Regions from separate parts of the Gossypium hirsutum genome. Here region 1 is linked to region 2. Evidence: chromatin contacts called from public Hi-C data. All regions are on one chromosome and are shown on one strand. The core of a region is the stretch at or near the end of the contact, and the rest is flanking DNA. Distances in the headings are between cores, read along the strand shown.

Evidence for each region. A called contact is a pair of places that touch in the nucleus more often than the background predicts.
Region 1: a contact with region 2 is called in a Hi-C map of leaf, with 7 times the contacts expected there. The contact joins the promoter of LOC107952982 here to the promoter of LOC107956486 in region 2. A contact is called at or near these places in 12 of 34 Hi-C or Micro-C datasets (anther, callus, hypocotyl and 1 more).

Annotation. Positions count from the first base shown.
Region 1 is chrA07:29,763,905-29,768,750 of Gossypium_hirsutum_v2.1, reverse strand. LOC107952982 (CDPK-related kinase 3) reads right to left here and starts at 2,658. Exons shown (of 12, transcript XM_016888199.2): 1 at 2,255-2,658; 2 at 1,407-2,073. The coding sequence starts at 1,982.
Region 2 is chrA07:29,549,611-29,554,886 of Gossypium_hirsutum_v2.1, reverse strand. It overlaps LOC107956486 (transcription factor MYC2), which reads left to right and starts at 1,477. Exons shown (of 1, transcript XM_016892137.2): 1 at 1,477-3,390. The coding sequence starts at 1,635. The coding sequence ends at 3,143.

The DNA of each region.
Region 1 (4,846 bases), core at 1,409-3,908, 210 kb before region 2:
AAAGAAAACCAAAAAGGGAAAAATTATAGTTTAGATAGGAAAAATTAACAAGAAGCATAATGCAGACAAGAAAACAGCTCTTTGCCTAACTTAAGAGAAAAGGAAAGACAAACTAAAATCATTCTCAGTCAGAAATTTAGAAAGAAATTGCTTTGAAATGAAATAAGGTAAAACAAGGTTGCTAATGGCTGCACGCAAGCTCAATCACCCACAAAAACTTGATACACACACATAGGGGAAATTCATTAAAAGAAATGACAACTATAAAACACGTCTGTAACACTTAAGAGGATTTTAAAATTTAAGATGGCCGCATGGTCTGAATAGCAACTAAATGAAGCTCCAAATTCCTCCCTAAAGAATATTTGGAAAATATTAACAGCCACTAGCATATTTTTGTATGTAGTTGGCCACAAATGGTAGAAACAATTGTATCACAAAATATTCTTTCTATATATGTTTTACTATAATTCTTAGATTCTTTGTAAAGTTTTTCCTATTCAGCAATTCAATAACAGAAATATTTGTGAATGTATATAGTCTAGACAGGGTCTCAGAGATTGGAAGTGCTAATAGGGAAATCACACAACCTAGTCTTGTCTTATCGTGAATATATTTCCTCTTTGAAAAACATGACAGGCACAAGCCCAAGACAATGTCTCCCAAATATACAGCATCAACAATTGAATAATTCATAGGTCAGGACACTGAAGTCATACTCGGCAACGCGTGGACACCAAAAATCTCTCAGTGCAAAACAATATCTGGATTCCCACCTAGTTTTTATTGCGGTTGATGTGGCTATGGTCACATTTGCATTTAAGACTAGATGCAACAACTCAGTAGCAAAATACCCTGTATTATTGCTAGAAACCCAAGATAACTATCAAATAAAAGACAAGTATACCTTTGTCTTCTTCCAGTCTTCTAGAACAACAATCATAATCACACTTCCCCCTAGAGAAAATAAAAATGAAATGGCTAATCAATGCAAGAGGTATCCTTTTAAGCCTTGTATGTCTCGAATAGCTCATGTAACAGCCAAATATCAATGATAAGCGAAGTTGGCAGGGGCCAAGTCGTAAACATGATTATTCTAGAATTATGTCCGGCTTATGTAACTTACCTTCTTCAAGAAAGACATAATCGGCCGAGTTTAGTTGAATCGAGGAAAACAAACATCTATGAGGTGTTTGGAATGCATAATAAACAGCTATGCCATCGATCAATAACTAAAGGTCCTTCTCTTAAGACTATTTTAATGAAATCCAATTTTAAGAACAATACCTCCAGAAAGAAGCTCCAACATTAAGAAAATAATCTAAATATCTCAAAAGTTAAAAAAATTATTTAGCAATTAGCATGAACAGGGTAAGAATATCATAGAAATGGAGTGAAGAGAATACCTTAGCTTTTGAGATGATCTTAACAGCAAGGGGTTGATCCTTAAGGTCACCCTTTTTACCTCTAGCAGAGCAAGTGTGACCAAAATGCCCTCGTCCTATTTCTTTTCCAAGTTCATACTTAGCTCCAAAATTCTTGCCATAACCAAAGCTCTTATCCAACACTTGCTCCGGCTCAGTTCCAGGATCCTCAGGGATCGGTCCTTCCTTTGGCTTCCCGCCAAGACGCTTCAACAGCGACGCTTTTATGTGTTTGGCCGGCGAAGGCGGCGGGAACGGGCGCCGGAAGAATCTCCTAGGCGTGGAACCCCTTGAAGCCCTGGCCGGAGAAGGGGATACACCCGGTGGAAGCGGACTGGCAGTCACCCCGTGGGGGTAAGGGCTGGGCCATGGACTCTGGCTGGATGACCTAGCTGGAGTATTCTTAACTGATTGAAAATAATTAACAGCGCCGTTACTGGATTGCAGTGGCGTTTGCCCCCCAGGATCGGCTGGAATCACCTCTGTGACTGTTGTGGTAGCATTTGACGTCGTTTCATTTACTTGCGTTTGACTAACTTTACCGTAACATTGCCCCATCTAAAGTCCCTACCGATCACAACAAAGTCAAAAGTCTACACATCGGACGGTTCCAGCATCCTTCCCTCCTGATCTGATTATGACAAGAGATCTGATGAGATAGAATTTTGAGTGAGATATGGAAGGAAAAAGAAAAACCCAGAGAGTGAAGCAAAGAGAAAGGAGAAGTAGGATAGGCTGTGGAAGCAAATTCTATTATTTATTTATTTATTTATTTTTTAAAAGAAGAAGAAGAAATGTTTGAGGAGTAATTTGGAATTAGAGACACTGACTGAATCAAAGTGTTTTCCTTTATTTCCCCAAAATGGGAGGGAATTCTTTCTTTCTTACTTTTTTCTCTGCGAGTTCTTGGAATACAGTAGTAAAGAATGATTACTAAAACACCCCCGCATGTCATCTGACGAATCAACACCGCCAAGGTTGTGGATCAAAACACGCTAACTTCACTCATTACTTTTCGTCTTAGATTGAAACTGAGATTTAAGTAAGAAAAAAAAAGAGGCTCTCTTTCTTTCATAACCAATATTATAAAGGCTTTTAGTTAAACCCAAAAGGAAAACAACAAACGAGGACAGCGTAATTGAAGCAACTGCTCTCCCTGGCCGTATTGTAAGTGTTTACCAACATTAAGGCTCTACTTATTTACTCCAACATAATTATATGACCTGTAATCCAGGCTACATTTTTGGAGGATTTCTGTCGAGATTTCACGGCATATTTATAAAATTAAATAAATACATTGCCACCCACGTGTCTCAATCAAACAGGAGACTATTCAACCACCATTATTTTCCTCACCTAATCCCCAACACTTTGCCTTTTACTTGCATCCTGCAACACCACACTTCTTCAATTATAATATTTAGTTAAATTGTGTAGATTTAGTTCATGTATTTTTTAAAATTTAAATTTTTATTTTTGACTTAAACAATAATTTTTAAATTTAATTTTTTTGTGTAAAAATAATAAATTAATATAATAATATTATGTAATAATATATTTATCACGTCATATTTTAAAATTAATAAAATTCAACTTAATGAATTTATTAATTTAATAGTTTAATGACGACTAAAACTTTAAAATTCATAAAAATACATTATTTCACCATTTCTTTAACAGTGGGTTATATATGTACGATAACTTACCTCAGCTTTTAGATAATTGTTAAAAAGTGTTGACTTCCCAAGTTTTTTGCTAAATTCCTAAGTAAGCCCTTAATATTTTTATTAATTTATAGAGTATATTTACATACGTTAAAATAAATTGAATGGGCTCCCTCAAAATAAATTCCATACTTTTTATTTATAACTTAAATTATGTGTTATGGATTAAAAATAACAAAATGCTACTAATCAATCTTTATTTTTAAACACTTGGAATGAATTAATCATCATATCAAGTTATAATAACTGAAATTAAAAAAAATTTAGAGAATTTAATTGAAAATGTTATAGCAAGAACATGTTTCATGAAATTATTATTTTTTAGATATTGTGATTGATCCTCAAAACTAAATGTGAAAACTCGTCATTGAATTATATATTTCAAAGTTTCTCAAGAAAAAGATTGTTGTTTGTTCCTATAATTATCATATTTAAAAAGTGTTAATTGTCTTATAGTTATTTTTTATCATTACTAATTAAAAAAAGAAAAGAAAGCGCGATAAAATTACCTAAATTTGAACTTTAACCATTGGTACCAACATTCGACAACTTTCTTGTTCAAACTGCTATTCCCACACATTAAAATTACTCATACATTTATGCACTAAAGTTGAGTTGGGCCAGTCTAATTTTTCCTAATTAATACGCTGAGTCATGAAGGAGACACATTAGCATAACATTGGCCAGACATGAAAGGGAGAAATAGGTTAAATTTAATAAGCATGGGATGGGCTTTGGTTTTCCTTCCATTGTTTATGGTGACGAGGAAATTGGATAAATGTTTCAAAGTCGCTGTTTAAAAGGCACCCGTCGATGGGAACCCTCCGTTAGGTAATTGAAACCCGACTAGTCACTCTACTTAGTTGGGCCTCGATTCACGACACTTCACCAAAACCAAGACCAACATTTTTATTACCTTGGTTTCTCAATATTTCATGCCTTTCTTTTCTTTCGAAGGAAATATGGTTGAATAATTTCATGAATTTATACAAGGTAAATTATACTATTAATCACTAAATGACAGGTAAGTTTTCATTTTGATCATTTAACTAAAAAAGATTACAATTTAGTTTTTAAATTATTCAAAAGTTTTTATTTAAGTCATTGAATTGTTAATTTCTTTTTTTTTTAAAGAGTTTTACTAGTGACCTTCTAACGAAGATTTGACAATCGGTATGGTGAATCAGTACCCATTGAAGAGTAGAAGAACATACCTTAAATCCAAGTCAATTTGATAGTTAGTATCGAATATCAGAGAAAAAAGTTATTTGAATTTTGGTTCACAAATTTTGACGTCCAAAGTTGTTTCATAGTGTTATACATTGATGATCAGCAACCCGAGTCCTAGATAGGATCTGGGTTACCTACCATGACCTGGATAGGTCCCACCAGATGGTTGAGTGTGAGGCGAACCGTGAAAGGACAACAAAGGGAGTTCATGGACCCAGCTCGCGGATCTAGCTGGCACGAACCAAGAGAAGGCCATGATTTCAGTTCACACGCGTTCAAGGAGCTCACAGAAGGGAGACCGCATGCTTTATAGGCGACCAAGGGAGAAACACATGTCCAGCAGGCTTGAAGGCCGCACAGAATGTCAGTACTAAGATCGGAAAAGACCGCGTGCTCCGCAAGTGACCCAAAGTGATACACATGTCCAACAGTATTAGGAATGATGGAGTCAAGACAAAACTGTGGGGG
Region 2 (5,276 bases), core at 228-2,727:
ATCCGTATTAAGTTCAACCTATCCTCTAGTCCAAAACCTTTCTTTTATATATAGTTATATAGATATAATAATATAAGTAACTAATTATTCTCTTTTTCCTTGAGAAATATTTTTACTTTTTAATATTATAAACGATAAAAAAAAAACCTGAAATATAAAAAGACACTGATATAGGAGCGCTCAATCCACAAATGTAAAGCCTTGAGCTAATATAAATATAACACGGTTTGATGATAATTACACAAATAATATTTTAAATTTGAATTTTAAAAATAATATATTAAAAGGGTTAATTATAAAGGTCAGAAAATTAATTTTTATTAAATAAGATTTCTTTTTTTTTTTTGAAAATGATATGAAAACTATGTTAATTTTACGAAATATGTGTCAGTCTATTATATATAGCTATTTTAATAACTCCTATTGTATAGTGTAATATAAAGAACGTAATAGAAAAAAAGTATAATATGGTACGGTATGATATTTCTTTAAGTATGGTTGGTTGTTGGTATATAATAATACATTAATGAGTTTTTTCAGTTTTCAATGATTGGGTTAAAAGATGTATAAATTGTGTGTGATGCCAAATAACGAGGAGCCCATACGCATCGTAGTCACTAGACCTGTCGCTATCAATACACGTGCAAGTGGTGCCAAATGTCTGCCCTTTATTCTATCTCTTCACATGTGACGTTTACGATATTTAAACATGTGCTTTTTTAATCTTTTCACTAAAATCTTTACTCTATCTCTTCCTTTAACTTTACTCACAATATTCAAATCAAATTACTATTAATTAAATTAGTTGAATTTTTTAATTATTTAACTGTTAATAAAATTAAAATATTTTTTAATTATTTTTTAAATTAATTCTTTAGATTAACGGAATTAATTAAAACTTATACATTTTATTTTATTGTTAAAATAAATATGAAACATATAAAAAAAATTTTAAGGTTTATTTAATCAGATTAACCGAATTAACCGAATTAATAATAATCTAATACATATAATATATAATATTAGTTATTAAGTTCAATTAATGCGATTAATTATTCAATTTCGAATTAAATTAACCGTTGACCGAAATTCTAAAAAAATTTTAACTGACCTCCGATTGATTAGATCGATTAATCAAATTAGATCGATTCAATCAATTAATTTAATTTTAATCAAAATTTGAACACCAAGTTAGAAACAAATCCCTCTTTCCTTTATGCTGCTAGGATGATTGAGATTAATATGCTAGTTTCTGTTATCGAAAATTCCAGGTTAATAATTCCAACTTGATAACCTAAAATCATTTCACACAGCCAAAATAAACACGAAAAAACTTAACGAGTTAACGTCACAGTCTTACTGTTAAAATGAACAAAGAAAAGTGGACAAAGCTTATAGGTGAGCATGCAGAGGATTTTAGGATCTTGTGGCCCCCACCTTATAAGTTACAAAGCTTATAAACTCCTCCTCCATCCCCCTTTTTTGTCCAATGCACCCCGTATTCTCTTTTGGTTTTTCTTTTCCTTGTAAAATTTAAGATGATTTAATGGCTTATTTGTTGTAAAGAACTTCCAAAATCTCTGCCTTTCAGATTCCCTCGTGTATTGTTTTCCTTCTTTTTGTATCGGTCAGCCATGGAAGAACTTATAATCTCTCCATCTTCATCTTCTTCACTGGTCTATATGACCCAGGAAACTTCACCTTCAACTCTCCAGCAGAGGCTCCAATTTGTGGTACAAAGCCAGCAAATTTGGTGGACATATGCTATATTTTGGCAGACATCAAACGATGAACATGGTCGTTTGTTTTTGTGCTGGGGAGATGGTTATTTTCAAGGCACCACCAAAGGTACGCCTCCAAAATTATTAAGCGCCAACATTTCGTGCCTAGAAAATGAAAGAAGAAAGGAGATGAAAGGAGCCCAAACTCTCATCGGAGATAACCATGAGGTAGATGTGTCGATGATGGACGGCACCACCGGGGTCAGTGATGCTGAATGGTTCTACGTGATGTCATTGTCTCGATCTTTCCCTGCTGGAGAAGGGATTCCAGGCATGGCTCTAAGTACTGGCTCTCTGGTTTGGTTAACCGGTGCTCATGCTTTGCAGTTTTACAACTGTGAAAGAGCTATAGAAGCACAAATGCATGGCATTGAGACGATGGTCTGTATACCAACTTCTTGCGGGGTTCTTGAATTAGGATCCGTAGAAATGATCAGTGAAAATTGGGGTTTAGTCCAACAAGTGAAATCCATTTTCGGAGCTGATCCCATTGACTTGTTACAAAAGCAATCAAGTACAGATCCAACTCTAACCCGACCTTCAATCCCCTTCCTCGACAGAAACATCTCTTTTGCAGACATGGGTATAGTTTCCGGTGTTGAAGAAGAAGAAGAAAATGTAGGTCCTGTTAATGAAACCAAGCAAGAACACCACAACCACCCAACCAAGAAATATTCCACAAAACTTGGGCAATCTTCTTCTGTGGACTCGGAGCATTCTGACACGGATCGCCCATCACTTGCCATGAGTCATTTAGAGCAGAGAACCCCACAGAAACGTGGAAGGAAACCCGGACTTGGACGAGAGACACCGTTGAACCACGTGGAAGCTGAGAGGCAACGCCGTGAGAAGCTGAACCACAGGTTCTACGCCCTCCGAGCCGTAGTCCCGAACGTGTCGCGCATGGACAAAGCATCGCTCTTATCTGACGCTGTCTCATACATCAGTGAGCTAAAAGCGAAAGTCGAAGAACTGGAATCGCAGCTTCAGAGGGAGTGTAAGAAACCTAAGGTAGAAATGGTTGATGTTACGGATAACCAAAGCACAACCACTTCCGTGGAACAGGAAGCAGCAAAGCCTGATAATTCACCATCCCCTGCAACAGCAGGGTGCGTGGGCCTTGAATTTGATATCAAGATCATGGGGAATGATGCAATGATTAGGGTTCAATCAGAGAATATGAACTATCCAGTTACTAGGTTAATGGTTGCCCTTCGTGATCTGGAGTTTCCGATCCATCATGCAAGCATGTCGTGTGTTAACGAGACCATGCTCCAGGATATCGTAGTCAACGTCCCTGATCTTGAACTCAGAAATGAACAAGGCCTCAAATCTACTCTTCTCAGGAGGCTAGACCACTAAGTTTATCTAGTAAGTGTGTGACGTGAACATCTTTTTCAATGCTTTAGTTTCTTCCTACTGTCGCTTTGTTGGTTTGCCAAATCTCACTCTCTTTATTTATTTGTGGTTTGGTTTTGTATTTTGTGTCCTGTGGTTTCCCTTTTTGGGTTTGTTTTCTGCTTTGTCTTGTATAATTAAGAGATAAAATGAGCAAATATGTTTCCAACAATTTGTAATTTGCCCTTTTTTTTTCTTTTTTTTTTTTTTGTTCTTTGCCTGCTTTATTTCATCCGTTTCTTGCTGCCTCCTTTTCACCAATTCCTTCTACGTATTTTTCTTCTTGCTGTTCCCCAGGTCTAAATTGTTCACACTCTTGAATTTTCACCAAAATATCAGCTTTGTGTGCTTGTAAACCTATAAAATGCCTCTATTTCACTCCAAATCAGGTAAATGAAATCATTCCAAGCAACTTCAAAATAACAATTAATTATAAACCACACCACATTTATGAACTGTTACTGTATAAATATATGTATAGATTACGACGTAAATGTTTGATAGGAATGTTTAAATAAATAAAAATATAATGCAATATACATGATGAATTTAAATATTGTTAATGTGTCAACAACATGTGCTTATTAATTAATCATATTTATGTTTAGGTTTTTACTTCATTTGTTAATTCAATTGATATTTTTATTATTAAAAATTGTGAGTCCTAACATTTTAAGCATAATATTTTAAGATTTGAGAGATTTATAAATAATTTAATAATTGTATAAAAAATATAAATATTAGAATTTTTTAACCAAAGGGTTAATATAATAATTCTATTTAACAAGAAAAAAATTGATAAAAAGAAATGTCTTAATATCTATTTTTCTTTTGTACTATAGACAAATACTCAGTTCCGTGCTTTAAGAAAATTTTTTGTTGGTTTAGTGTATGAACTTTCTTTCCATCAAGCACTTTGTTACTTCCACGTTTTTAATTAAAAGGAATATCAAATAAACTAATAAAAGGCTGACATGTGCAAAATAATAATAAAAATTCTAAAATTTTCTAAAAATACTTAAAATTCCAAATAAAATCTAAAAAGATAATAATATTTTTAAGTTTTTTAAATTATAAGAATATATAAAATAATTTACAAATACTCTTTTAGAATAAATGTGGACAAATTAGATGTCCTAATGAGATCAACCTTCATGTACATTTGTCTAAGTTTATTTTTATATACATTTTTAATAATTATATATATGTAATTATAAAAAAAATTCTCTTAGTTTTTTGAATTTTAGTGTAACATCCTGATTTAGGAACAATGGTTTCGAGACCACAAATTCAAAGTAAAAATAATTATTTTATGATTATTATAAGGTCTAGGATGTGAATGCATGCTTATGTGAAAATTTCATGAGGAAATACTATGCCTAAGATACCCAATTTGATTGTAGGGACTACATTGAATAAGTTGTAAAACTTGAGTTCTAAAAGCTCTTAGCATGAAATTGAGTTGGATTATAATTAGAGTCCCTTGGATAGAAATTTGACCAAGTTCTGAAATTTTGGACAAAAATTGACATGCATGGATAAAAATTCAAAGTTTAGTAAAAATGACATTTTGGTCATTTGGTTAATTAAAGAATAAAAAGGGAAAAATCAAGCAAAAATGTTGTTCATCTTCCTCATAGTGTGCCGAAAATTCAAGGGGTTTGATGTGTGATAAACATCTTTTACTAAGTGGTTTCTAGTGAAAACACTTAAAAAGGACTTGTTTGGAAAAGGTGTTTAAATGAGTAGTAAAACTGTGAAATAAAGGAAAATGTGGGCTAATATGAGCATGCTATAAGTTCAGCTAGGCTTGAGTAACCAAGAAAATGCATGCATTTCATTTTACGAGCCTAGGGACTAAAATGTAAAAATGTGAAAAGCTAGGGGTAAAAGGGTAATTTTTCCATAGAGTAAGTTTTTGGGCTAAAATTGGGAATTGTGATGAACTAATAATTTAATTTGCTTATATAGACACGGAAAGACCAATCCTAGGTGTAGACCACGGAAAACAAAAGGTTTTGGAATAGTCCGAATTCAAACTCGAATCATCGTCCAGGTAAGTTCGTATAACTTAATTGGATATGTAAATATGTTGAT